Linked DNA regions of Mus musculus: all the other regions are linked to region 1. A link is a contact called in public Hi-C data. All regions are on one chromosome and are shown on one strand. The core of a region is the stretch at or near the end of the contact, and the rest is flanking DNA. Distances in the headings are between cores, read along the strand shown.

Region 1 (4,213 bases), core at 815-3,314:
CCCTGCTTCCTCACCTCTGTCACATAGCATAGGTCAAATATTAACCAAGCCTGCTTACACTTACACACACACACACACACACACCCTCAGAAACCCTAAAAGTCGACAACTTGCTCAGCTAGGTAGGACTGAAGCCTCTTATCTCTGGTCCCTGTTTTCCTGGGCTGCCAATCACCTGCCCACTAATAGAGCTCTTGCCAGAAGGTCAGTTCCATTCAGCACTTCTCTCTCTCTCTCAAACTCTTCTTCCCCTCCCCCCCCCCCCCCAAGCCTAACACTCACCAGCTACCCTGTGCTTTGATTATACATAAGGCACGGGTACGGCAGTTTGCCTTCGATGCTTCAGATTAATGCATAGCTTCCCAGAAGAAGAGCTCTTTCCCCCAAATACACCGACAATCACAAAACAACACTGATGGAAGCAACCCTACCAGGCCTCCAGGCCTATTCAAACATGTTCATCCATGTTCAGTATCACAGAAAAGGCCCAATCCTCAACGCCAGTCACACCCCCATCAAAAACGTCTCAAATTTAAAACTATCAGTTGAAAAAGAAAGTACCTACAATGCTCACTGTTAGAAACGGAGTGGCCTCAGTTTTACAAAGAGGAACACACAAGCAGAGAGTGACAGCCACTCGACAAGGCCACTTTTCTGTTGAGTGCTGTATGAGTTGTACAGGAGTCCCTGAGAAAGGTGGACCAGGACCCAACCCACACAGGGACAAGAACTGCACTTGGTCTTCATTCTAACACAGGTAGTAACTGACTTTCCCCCATTGGTGGGACTCTGACTTCACAGTCTTCCACAGCTGGCTAGTTTTAAAAGAATCAGAACAAAGAAAAAGAAGGAAAGAGGGAAGGGGAAGGGGTGAGCCACTTCAGTCACTGAAGTTTAGAGAAAGCAGCTGGGCCTTTGTGTAAAAAAAAAAAAAAAAAAAAAGTTTCACCAGGTAAAGGAGAAATTAAAACATTTGCATAAAGGTTTTACAAGGTAGAGGAGATAAAAGATTTGAATTTCATGACATAAAGGTTGTACAGCATTCAACAGAAAAGAATACTTAATGTCTTTTCCACTGTGAATAGGCTACCCTTCTAAGCAGGTCTGGGCAGTCACAGGGCACACACAGAACTGACCCAAGAGCCGTTCCTTCCACCCTGATAAACGACAGCAGAGGGATCATGGCAGGCAGCCTTTGGTGTGGTTGACATCCCAACATAAATTTAACGGCAGACGGTGTGACCTCATCCTGGGACCTGAGCCAGAGTGCTCTCCTGAGATCTCAGAAGTTATCAGATCTGGAAAGCATTTCACTTGCTTTCTTTCTTAGCCCCCCATGCCCCACCCCCCCACCCCATCCCCCACCCGTTTTTTTTTTTTTTTTTAAACAACAAAAGGCAGCGCTGACCACAGGAGGCAAGGAGGTGAAATCAGAAATTGTCCACACTCCATTACCCTAAATTGCCTACCAATGAATGAATACACATTGTTCCTTGAGTTCAATAGAAAGTAAAGGGCTACTCTTGGAAAATACCTCATCTTCACCACGCTTTTAATTTCTTCCTTTTGTCTTAGATGAAATCCCAAGTCTTGGTTGACGGTCCCTCCTCTACCTCATCTCTTTTTCTCCAGCACACTCATTCCATCAGCCAAAGACCAGCCAGCACTGCATACATGTGGTACCCTGCCACAGATGAGCTGAATACCCCCTACCTTCCAGAACCCTGTTTCTGCATCTCTCTAAAGAGCTTGATTTCAACCAATGCTTGCCACCCACATCCGCAGGAGGTCATTAGCCTAGAGGCATGTGAGTGCAGAGTGGAAGGCAGGATGCTAAGTACCTAAGTACCCACCAAACAGAGGGGTCCACTGCTCCCTGAAACCAGAGCTGTGGAGCTGGGAACTCCTAGGTTTAAAAACAAAGCAGTCAAAGACAGTTCAGTGGGAGAGTTAGACGATTCTCTCACTCTCAAGGGAAGCACAAACCGTGGCTGTCCCGAGGTGGTTAGTGTCAACTGCCAACCTGACAGGATGCAGCATCACCTAGGAGACAGGAAGCCTGTGGGGTTGGCGTGATGGCATTAACAGGGATGAGAAGATCTGCTCACTGTGGGTGGCACAGCCCATGGCTGGGCCCCTGGGCTGTGCTGGAGAAAGGCAGCTGAACAGCAGCTGGCATTCATCACTGTCTGCTTTTTTTTTTTTAATTGTAAATGTGATGTGAGCAGCTGCCTCTAACTCCCGATGCCATTGCTTCCCTGCTATGATAGACTATGCCCTTGAACCATGGGCATAATAAACCCTTTCTCTCTTAAGTTACTTTGCCCTCGAAGTAGTTTATGGAAGACAGGAAAAGAAATAAGGCAGTCCCCAGTGCCAAAGGGAAAGAGATAGGATGCAGGGCTGTGAGAAAGAATGATAGCATCAACCACTATCCCACAGTGTGTCTGTGGACCCACTATGTCTAGAATGGGAGGATTGGGCACAGGGGTCAGGGAAGGCGGGGTGTCAGGAGCTGGACAATTTATTAGCTGCTATAAAACATAAGCAATCAATAAACAATATTTCAACTAAAATGCTACCTCTTTCTACAGTTCTCTTTAGGAAAGAACAAGCCGATGATGCCAAAGCATTCTACTCTACTCTGCTCTCCCCTCCTCACTGAGCGCGTGTCTCCTGTATCCACACACGAATTTAGAAGCACAGAGCAGCAGAGGGAGGCCACCATTATAACCATGCAGGACTGAAGAATTCAATCAGTTAATGCTTCAGGGTCTGCCTGTCAAACACTGACAGCTAGCAATCAATGTAAGAAGTTACTTTGCAAAATGGATTTTTTTTTCCCCTTTCGAATCTGAGACTCGGAAGCCCGACTGCTGGGTTTCCCTGGAACATATCCAGCTTCTTATTTCAGCTTCAGCTTCAGACATTGGGTTTTGTTTCTAGAAGACAAGAGCACAGGGCTTAGGAACTGGCTACTAAGTCTGCTTTGAAAAACTGTTGGGGTTTTCTCTGCAAACTTCTTCAGCCCTTTTTCTTCTCCATTCTAACGCCCCCCCCCTTCATGGTGGGCCTAACTGCTTAGGTAATACACAGACAGATGTCCTGACTGAGAGATGGATGAGTACTGTCTGCGCATGCTCTTGTTTCTCAGTGAAAAAGTAGCATGCTATCCCAGTCCCTACAGGAGCGCCTCTCTGACTCAGTCTGCAGCCCCTCAAGTCTTTATCAACCAGGACTACTGATAATACCTGGCAATTCAACCAAGCAAGTATTGCAATATTCCCCTTCTTAATGCACATCAAACTCATTAAACCCTTTCTGAAAACTCAGCACTATATACACCCCACCCCCACCCCGTGCCAACAATTTCTATGTAATGAAGCATCAGCTCCAGGAGCCGAGATCCATTCATTGAGGATGGCTCTAGGCTGTCGGCATTGCCACTCTTGTGTATTACTCTCATGGACACAGGAGCCCCGACAGCTTAGTGTTTATTAAAGAAATATGTACTACTACAGTGGATGGCTCTCCTTCAGTCCTTTCAAAAACAAAGAAAGGAAGGCCAGCCTAGCTGGTAAAGGCTCTTACTGAGCAAGACCTTTAATTCCTTGAACCTGAGGTGGAAGGACAGAAATGACTCCCCAAATTGTCCTCTGACCTCCCTGGACCTGTCTCACATCCTAGGGCAAATGCATGAGCACACAGATAAAAAACTAGTTAAGTAAAAATTTTAGAGTGAAAAGGATTTACACTTTGTGGTGCACACCTGAAATCCTAGCACTTACTTGCTTGCAAGGTGGAGAATCAGGAGTACAAGGCCATCCTTAACTATATAAGCACTGGAGGCCAGCCTGGGTCACATGAAACTTTCTTCTACGTAAATGAAATGATGATGATGATGGTGGTGAAGGAGGAAGAGGAGGAGGAGAAGGGGGTAAGGGGGAGGAGGAGGAAACAATGATGACAACAACAACAAAGGGAATAATAAGGCAAGGTAAGTATTGTGATGATTTTCATTTTATAATTAAAGAAACTGAAACAGAGATGCTAAATAATTTGCCTAAGATCACTGCGCTAGAAAGAGGCTAAAGCAAGACCTAAACCATTCTACGGCACCATGCTGGTGGTAGTGCTGGCTTCCTGGATTTCAAATTTTTCAGCTATCTAGAAGTTTTCTCTTACATAACATGTGTCCTAGGAGCCAACTTAT
Region 2 (4,213 bases), core at 1,266-3,765, 250 kb before region 1:
ATATAACAGAATAATAACTACTTTCAGCACAAACACCACAGATAGCATATAATTAAGATGAGGGGGGAAAAAAACCAAAGTATTCTTGAATACGCATTGCTTTAATTTTTCTCTTGATGGACTTTCAGATTATTTTTAAATGATCTATTAAAAAATCCTCTTCTTGTAAAGAGCTATTAAAACTGCAGACACTTGGGAATGCTGGGGAGGGAAAGTGGGTCATGTTGCAAAATTGATTATGTGAGCTCTCTCTACTCAGTGCCCATGTCAGCAACATGGAAAAGCAGTCTCCAGACTGGATTCTACAGCCACACTTTCTTCTGCAGAGAAAAAAAAATGCAAAGCAAAACAAAACAAAACAAACAAACAAAAGAGTGCTTTTTGTACACTGGGAAACAAAATGGGTGGGGTGGGAGCAGTTCAATTCTATCCCTGAACACAAACACCAAACTGGACTTTTCAAAAGACAAACATAGCCCAGAAAAAAATACTTTTGTAATAAAAAAATGGTGTGTGTGTGTGTGTGTGTGTATACATATATATATATATATATTCTAAATCTGGAATCTTGTCTATCTTACTATCTTATTTTAAACAAGCCAGCAATTGCAAGCTTCAATCTGTTTGGATAGAAAAGAATTTATGTAAATGTTTTGTTCAAGCCCAAAAGGGAAAGGGGTGTATAAAATATACAGTGTATAAAAGATGCATGCCCAACTCCAAAACAGCTTGATACACAGGGGACCAAAAAAACCCATCTGCCCTTCTGCTAGGTACGCCCAGCAGTCCTGAAGCTTAAATATCATGCCATTTGCAACATGGTTTCAATGACCCCAGCAATAAGAGATTAACCAAAATTTCATAACTGCTCTGTTCTCCTGCCCTCCTGGCTCTTGGGGATGAAGGGCAGAAGGAAGAGAAGGAGAAGGTCAAAGAACTAATAGAAACAAACAAACAAAAAGAAGTCTCTATTTTTTGCACTCTTTCTTGGCACTTGAGAAAGAAAAAAAAAAAAACTGAGGCAGATCAATCTGTACAATGCTAAACCAAATCTCTTTAATTCCAGTCAGCTTTTATCATTCAGTCGCTGAGTCTCTGTGTGGAAAAATTCATGCTAATTCCCCCTAGCAACAGCTTCAGCCTATCAGGAGACTTTATGTACCGTGCAGCTGCCTGCCAGAATAACTCTAAGTAGGTCAGGCCTGTATTTCTAAAAATGCTACGGTCTAGTAACCCCACTGTCCCGTCTGTCTGCCCTGCCCCATAATAACCTCAATTGCTTGGTGACACAATGACATACTATCCTGTTAGAGTGCAATCACATCATGCTACATTATTCTGCAGGAGCATGGCTGGGTGAAGGACCCTCCGAGGGGCAGCATTAATCAGACAGCCATTCATGTCCACCAGCGTTTCTCTCTAGAAATGGGGACTGCATTAATGACCAGCTGTTTGAACTAACACAAACAAAATAATGTCTTCCACCCTGTTGGGTGCACAGAATACAGCATTCTGATCTGGCAGGTTCCACCTCTTGACTAAATCGAAGATGTAAATTAACTGGGCTCAGACAACATAGGCTTTGGCAATCTTAAAGTGAGTATATTTAAATTATATTACATGTGATTCAAAAAGCTATTGATTTCATATACACGTCTCTCCTTGCCTACAATTTTCCTTAATCCACGTTTTTAAAAGGAAAAGTGCATACACGGGTAACATAATACATATGTGCATATTGTCCAGGGACTCAACTGCAGGGGCTGAACTAAAATTGACTTCGCTTCGGGCAGAGAAACAAAGCTGGTCAGTAGTAATTGTGCAGCATGAACACAAATACAAATACTAAATGCACGCTGCGAAGGAGCACTGAAAACAAATAAGAGTAAACACGCTGAGCCTGCTAGCCAATCAGCTCCTCCCACCAGCTCCTCCTGGAGGCTCCAGAGAACGCCCCACACCTCCAAATAACAGAGACAGGGGATGGAAGGGAAAGGTGCCCTTCAACATCATATAGTGGTATGTCGCTTCCTCACAGGGTTACCAACAAGATAATTGCAAAAAAAGAGCTTCTTCAGCGTATAAATTAAGAATACCAAAACAACTCAGAACCTGCAGTCAGGTTTTAATTCTATAGTAGGGATTTTAGAATCTAATGGGGACATATGTCCTTGGGTGTACTTTTAACTTTCTCCCATTGGCATACAAAAGCGAATGGGTATATACGGAGACAGGACCCCAGCAGTGCAGTACCGGGCTGTTTGGGACGGTATTTTACAGGGACGGAGCTTGCATGCTCAGTCTGCATGCTTATGGGTCCCCTGTTTGATCTAACAAACACCCTCCTATACGCTGAGCATTTCCTGCCAGAAGTTAGGCAGAATCCAGCCAGTGAGATGTGCACTTCAGCCCTGCTTAATTTTCAAACAGAAAATGCCTTCATGTGTCTGCCCTCATTTGAACTGTGCTTGATAACTTAGTTATGACTGTCTTCTGCACTCTGTGGCACACAGCACACAGTTATTCTTGGAGAGATACAGTCTCTGACGCAACCATGAACCGCTAATTACAAGCTGCTGACATTCTGCTCGTCTCTGCAGCTTTGAAGTTCTGCTTTGTCTCATGGCTGTTCCACTGTGCTCCCACCCCTTACCCTCTCCTTTCTCTCTTTCACTTCATAGCCTTTCTGAATGCTCCTCTAGCACAACCTGGAGAAGGAGAAGGGATTATCAGACTTGCTTGCGTTTCTTTCCTCTCCCCACCACATCCTGACACACTCTCTCTCTCTCTCTCTCTCTCTCTCTCTCTCTCTCTCTCTCCCCACATAGATCTACAGTTTGGAAGTACAGTAATAAGATCCTGTCTCCACCCCACCCTCAGGAATGCACCAACAGCTGGCCAAACATAATCCAGCACACAGAGCCGCTTTGTAGAATTTCTAACAAACAGTGGGAGGACAGGCCAGACAGGCGTCCCAGAGGAGCCCCCATGACAACTGGGAAAGCTGCTTGCTCCCGGCTCAGAGCTCAGTTCACCCAGCTCACCCTTATCTATCTACAAGCTTCTAGTACCAGCCAAGCCCCGACAGAGGCAATGAGAGGCCACCCTCCTCCTTCCTACAGCCTCAAGCAGGCTGCAAGCTTTCTTCACACTGACATCAGCCGTGCCCTGCCTCATGCCACACACCCCTGCAAGCTCGACAGCCACAAACCCCAGTGCCAGGATCAGCAGCAGCACCTGTGGTCACCATCTATAGCTGGGTGCCAGGAGGACCCTCCCTTTTCCTTAAAGAATTTCCTTTATTAAGCATAGCTGATCCTAGCATTTGAAAGCATGTAAATCTAACACTGTATCCATCTCCACTGAATGCTTAGCTTCTGAAGCCTGTGGTATCCAGCTGGCCTCAGAGTCATCTGGGATACATTTATTTTGATTAAATTGATCGCATTTCTATTTAAGGGACAGAATTTTTCTGCCATACTGAATACAGCTGTGTTTACAGGGCTCTGTAGGAGAAGAAAACAAAACCGTACAGTGAGCCTTAGCCCAACGCTGAGCACTTAGAACTTCAAGGAGTTAAAACTGAAGGGGTTTGCTATGCCGTTAAAAAGAAAAGTCTATATGCAGCTGCTCTGGCCGAGCTTTCTGGCTAGCCAGGAAATAGGTCTTGAGCAGGAGCTGAAAACACTGGCTTGTAATCAAACCCAACCCAGCAAAGAGTCTCTCTCTTTCTCTCTCTCTCTCTCTCTCTCTCTCTCTCTCTCATATCTCTCTCTGTGTGTGTATGTGTTACACAGTCTCTTCCATGTCTCTACACGCATGCACATGCACTTAAATCCATGCTGCAAGGCTGCTATTTTTCTCTGGGGACACTGTACAGTCACCCAGCCCATCAGTTTCTTCCTTGACAGTACCAGGGACATCCACACTGCAATTTACAGTTCCTCCATGCACGTGCTGGCAGATCCACTATGCCATCCTTCCTTAGATTAAGACTGCGGAGCTGGCAGCAGACAATCTTACGACAGTCAGCATCTCTTCTTTTCCCCTTCCATTTCTCCAGCTCTGCCCTGCCAAGCAGACACAGCAAGTACCTGCTTCATCCATCTTCAGTTCCACTCTCTGAAAAAATGCCACCACATCCAGACCTGGGTTGTCCCCCTCAGACAATCCCAGCGAGCAGCCGGGGTTAGGTGCGTGAGGCAGGGGCGGT
Region 3 (4,213 bases), core at 842-3,341, 130 kb before region 1:
TAAATAAAATCCCCAGTGCCAGTTGTGGAACACCTCCCTATGGCCAATGAGATCCTAAAAGGTTATTGCCCCAGATCTGTGTTGCTACCTGGACCTTGACAGTAAGGCTCTAATGCTGAAGATACCCCATACTCAGAGAAAACAAACGACAGCTCAGCTAGAAGCTTCTTCCTAAGAACCTCATCCATCTTCATAGCGTCAGGAGTAGTTACATAGACTGCTGGGGGTCGGGGAGTCATCAACGATTTGACCCAGTTGTCAATCGTAACTGATAAGCAATTCTGTGCCCTCTGATGCAATAGTGGCATGACCGTTATAAGGACAACCAATCAACCCCACTGGATTTGAGGCCAGTTTTACAGGAAGGACCTTATGCCTGTTTCTGTAAATTTTGTCGAGAGTCCATGGCTATGGCCATCATAGGCCATAACGGGGGACCTACTACCATCTTTTTGGCTAAATTGTCTTGTTGTCAAACTACCCTCTAAATATTCTATCTTATAGCCATAGGCTAGTACTATTCTTAATCTTAGTCAGAGAAGCTGCTTACCACAGTAGACAGTGTTCAATATCTTGTCACCTATAAGTGACAAGAATAAGTAGTGATGCAGTGCTCATCAGCAAATGGGACAGTTGTCACTTCCTCCATGGTTCAGAGACCATCACAGGAGAATGTGTTGAAAATAATGTCAGGGAGAGAAGAGAGAATAGGGAGACATGCTGCATAAAGACATCTCCTGGATATGATGCAACTCATGAACTGACTTCATCTTTGGTAATCTGCATAAGACACACTCAAGATTGAGAATGTAAACATTTCATCACGGACAGGAAAGAGGCCCATGAGACGAGATCCCTCTACAAGGGACTATTGTCAATCTGTGGTCGTTGGGCAAGAGGATCATTTTATTCTATTGTAAATTCACTGATAAGTAGCCCCTGTTCCAGGCAAATACCTCTTAGCCACATAGGCAAGAAACTCTACCTAAATTCAATGGTCCACAGACAAAAATAACTATTACATATGCTTAGACTTCCAGAGTCTCCCTATCCACCTTAACTCTAATATCAACAGAGAAAGGTGTGCGAGGTAGAGTTCCCATCCTCTCCCCCTTATCAGAGCAGCATGGCTGGCCTTCACATTGCTGCCTGGGAGAATTGGTAAAACCCTAGCTGGGGACCTCATTGAACCCTGACCTCATTTGACCCTGTCTTCCTATGCATCACTCATCTCCTGGACAGGATTACATTTCCCAACCTCTTCCACAGCAGCACTAAGAAAGGAAATTGCAAGCTCTGTGTGGTAAATGACCTGGACAGTGCAAAAGTCTTGGGAGGGAGGTAAGACGGAGGGGTGAGGAAGCACAATGAGATACTTTCACCCTGCCAAATTCCCATCCCTCGTTGGGCTGTAGGGAGATGCCAGAAAGGAAAGCCAAGAAGAGGTGGGAGGCTAAGTGGAAACTGCTCCTCCTCTTCCCTGGCACTTCCTGGCTGGGTGTCTGTAAACATATCTCTAGCACTACCCCACACAGGGAGTCTGGGGAAGAGGCACAGACTTGTTTAACCCCGTGAGCCATGCCATCTATATCAGAGGCCTCGGTAACTCCTAGAGAAGACGGGCAAATGCAGTGAGCAGGTAAGGACAGGAAAGGTGGCGTGTAGCCCAAACATCGATCTTTCCACTAACGGTCAGAGAGCCCTTGGGAAAGACTCCAGGATGAAACTGGACTATATACTTAGACTATGGAAGTCTAAGTGTATGTAATAGCTCCTTCTGTCTGTAGACCATAGAATTTAGGTAGAGTTTCTTGCCTATGCAGCAAGGAAGAAGCCCTACATGTTCTTTTGCTTTCCCACCCTGCCATCACACTGCCAAGGCCCTCCCTTGGTTCTGTACAAGAGGAACAAGGTGCTATGGCTGGTGGAAGAGTAGTCCGCAGCACAGAAAAGAGCTTGGCCTAGAGACCGAAAAGCAAGCCAGAGTGAAAGGCAGACACATTTGGGATGGTGAAATCCCAACCCATTGACTTGTGGCCAGAGCAGAGCCTGTAAGTAAATGTGAACTTGCCAATGGCTCTCCTTGTATGAGCCAAAAGTCAATGTTTGACAGACTGGGATCTGTGCCAAACTCCAGCTCAGTGGCCTCCCACAGGGGACAACTTCAAAGAAATGAGATTTAGTGAAACAATCTGTGTCTGTTGCCAGAGGCCTGGGCTCACAGGTCAGACTCTGAGCCCATTTTCTGGGCTCCCAATCCTCTGTGCTCAGTTCCCCCTCAGGTACTCGACACCAATATTAAATGTTTCATTGATCTGCCCTGTCCACTAGGCAGGGGTAAGAGCTGACCTCTTTTGGACATTACATCCTCAGGACCAAATAAACTAGTTCTAGACTTTAAAATGTAATAGTTACTAGACACATGGCCTTTGCGCACTTGACACATGGCCAATCCAAGCTTATGGACTTATGATAGAGATATATCATCAGTTTAAAATACACAGTAGATTTCAAGAAATATGTATGAAAAATAAATTAAATCATCTCTTTAATTATTTCTATTAATTAAATATTGAAATCGCATTTTACATGTTAGGTTAAATAAAATACACCATTAAAATGGATTGTCTCTGTTTCTTTTCTTCTCTTTAAAATCACTCATGTGATGTGTATTATATTTACATTGGACTACAGTGTTCGGAGCATGTTGTAAGTGCAGAGAGATGGATGGATAAAAGGGAAAAAAGTCTTTAAAACTTGACCTAAGAAAGATCAGCATTAATATTTTTATATCTACATGGAACAAGTAGATCAAAATGGTTGAAAACAAATGAAGCATAGCTGTTTTGGGAAGCAACTTTTGTATCTGGAACAACATTTAACTCTGAGTCATTTGCTGTGAGAAAATGCTTACTGTTCTTATCAGAACTCCTAAAGCATGAGAGAGTGACAGGCAGTTGGCCAGGCCACATAATGCAGGCCAGACTCAGCCTTCAATCCTGCAGTAAGGATTTAGAGGAACAGAAGACCAAGACAGTACTGACTGCAAAGAATTATCAGAGAGGAAAGAAGGAAGAAATAATTAAAAATAAGGAGGAAAGGAAAGAAGGAAGGAAGGAGCGAGCTTACAAATAACAAATCTGGAATTCCTATATCTGCTAAGTTTCTTCTTATTCTAAATATAAGGTTCCTATAATCTGATTACTTTTAATACACTCACTAGATTTTTAATGGACAATCTTCTACTGACATCTAAAAATGAAATCATACCAATGTTTTATAGACTTTTTTTCAAAAGACTTAAGGAGGAAGAATGGAAGGAAACTTAGACACCTCCTAAATCATTGTCTAAATATTACCCTGACATCAAAGCCAGACAGGGTGGCTACAGATAGAAAGAAGAGAGAAATATAGATAGAAGTAGAATAGAAAACTATAGCTCAATGTCTCTCAGGGACATCGATGCAGAAAAACAAAACCAAAAATTCCTAATGAAATATTAGCAAACTCAGTTCAGTCACACGGTGAAAGGAAAAGGAATGGAGGATGGTTCAAGACACTAAAACCAATCATGACAATATATGACATTAATAGGAAAAAAGGACAAAATTTTACATGATCCCCAAAAGTAATACAGAATAAAATAACCAAAAATCAATATCCAATGTCCTTCTTGACAAAAACACTCCATATACCAGGCAGCAAAGGGAATCACCACAACATAATTAAAACCCTAGACAGACCACTGCAACCAATGGCAAAAAGAATGAAAAGAATCTTCCTTTCAGAGCTAGACTACAGGCCCATGAGCTAGCACTCAGAGTGACAGGCAGGAAGATGTCAAGTGTGAATCTAGACTGAGAAACATAGTGAAACCCTATTTTAAAAATAAATAAATTAAATTAATTAATTAGAACTTCCAGAGCAGCAATAAGCAAAGGAGAAAATGATGACAGCTCCAGGCACTTTATTCTATATGGTGCTGAGAAGCTTGGCAGGAGGGCTGCAAAGCAGCATTCCAGCCAGGAAAGCAGGGAGCAGCATTGAGAGTCTTCCTCTCTCTCCCTCTTCTTGTCTAATTCAATCCCCCATTCTCCTCCTCAGCTCCTAGGCTGACCACCATCCCAGCCTTTCCTCCCTTTCATTCCCCCACCTCCAGGAGACCACACAGATCTTCCTTTCCAAACACTCGTTTCTCCTCGAGGAAATCTGG

What was found. Hi-C and Micro-C count contacts between places; a contact is called where the count stands out from the background.
Region 2: a contact with region 1 is called in a Hi-C map of the N1E-115 cell line, with 5 times the contacts expected there. The contact joins two enhancer-like sites. A contact is called at or near these places in 2 of 484 Hi-C or Micro-C datasets (the N1E-115 cell line and liver), 4 of 115 datasets of contacts at active chromatin or transcription factors (the SCID.adh cell line, embryonic limb bud, regulatory T cell precursor and 1 more) and 1 of 9 other capture datasets (embryonic tail).
Region 3: a Hi-C map of the N1E-115 cell line shows a contact between it and region 1, with 2.6 times the contacts expected there. The contact joins two enhancer-like sites. A contact is called at or near these places in 5 of 484 Hi-C or Micro-C datasets (the N1E-115 cell line, liver and trophoblast stem cells), 2 of 115 datasets of contacts at active chromatin or transcription factors (liver and pancreatic cancer cells) and 1 of 9 other capture datasets (embryonic tail).

The regions. Positions count from the first base shown.
Region 1 is chr13:28,662,462-28,666,674 of GRCm38.p6, forward strand. All of the region lies in intron 5 of 2610307P16Rik (RIKEN cDNA 2610307P16 gene), which reads right to left. Among named protein-coding and RNA genes, the nearest start is that of Mir6368, 46 kb to the right of the region's middle. Within about 2 kb of position 2,065, at least 76 of the 459 cell types and tissues checked have an H3K27ac peak or open chromatin away from gene starts, as enhancers often do. A contact at or near this core is called in the N1E-115 cell line and regulatory T cell precursor, where this site is marked.
Region 2 is chr13:28,415,171-28,419,383 of GRCm38.p6, forward strand. Gm40841 (a long non-coding RNA gene) reads right to left here. Exons shown (of 3, transcript XR_003950511.1): 1 at 3,915-4,213. Among named protein-coding and RNA genes, the nearest start is that of Gm40841, 4.2 kb to the right of the region's middle. Within about 2 kb of position 2,516, at least 225 of the 459 cell types and tissues checked have an H3K27ac peak or open chromatin away from gene starts, as enhancers often do. A contact at or near this core is called in the N1E-115 cell line and regulatory T cell precursor, where this site is marked.
Region 3 is chr13:28,530,345-28,534,557 of GRCm38.p6, forward strand. All of the region lies in intron 7 of 2610307P16Rik (RIKEN cDNA 2610307P16 gene), which reads right to left. Among named protein-coding and RNA genes, the nearest start is that of Gm40841, 110 kb to the left of the region's middle. Within about 2 kb of position 2,092, at least 68 of the 459 cell types and tissues checked have an H3K27ac peak or open chromatin away from gene starts, as enhancers often do. A contact at or near this core is called in the N1E-115 cell line, where this site is marked.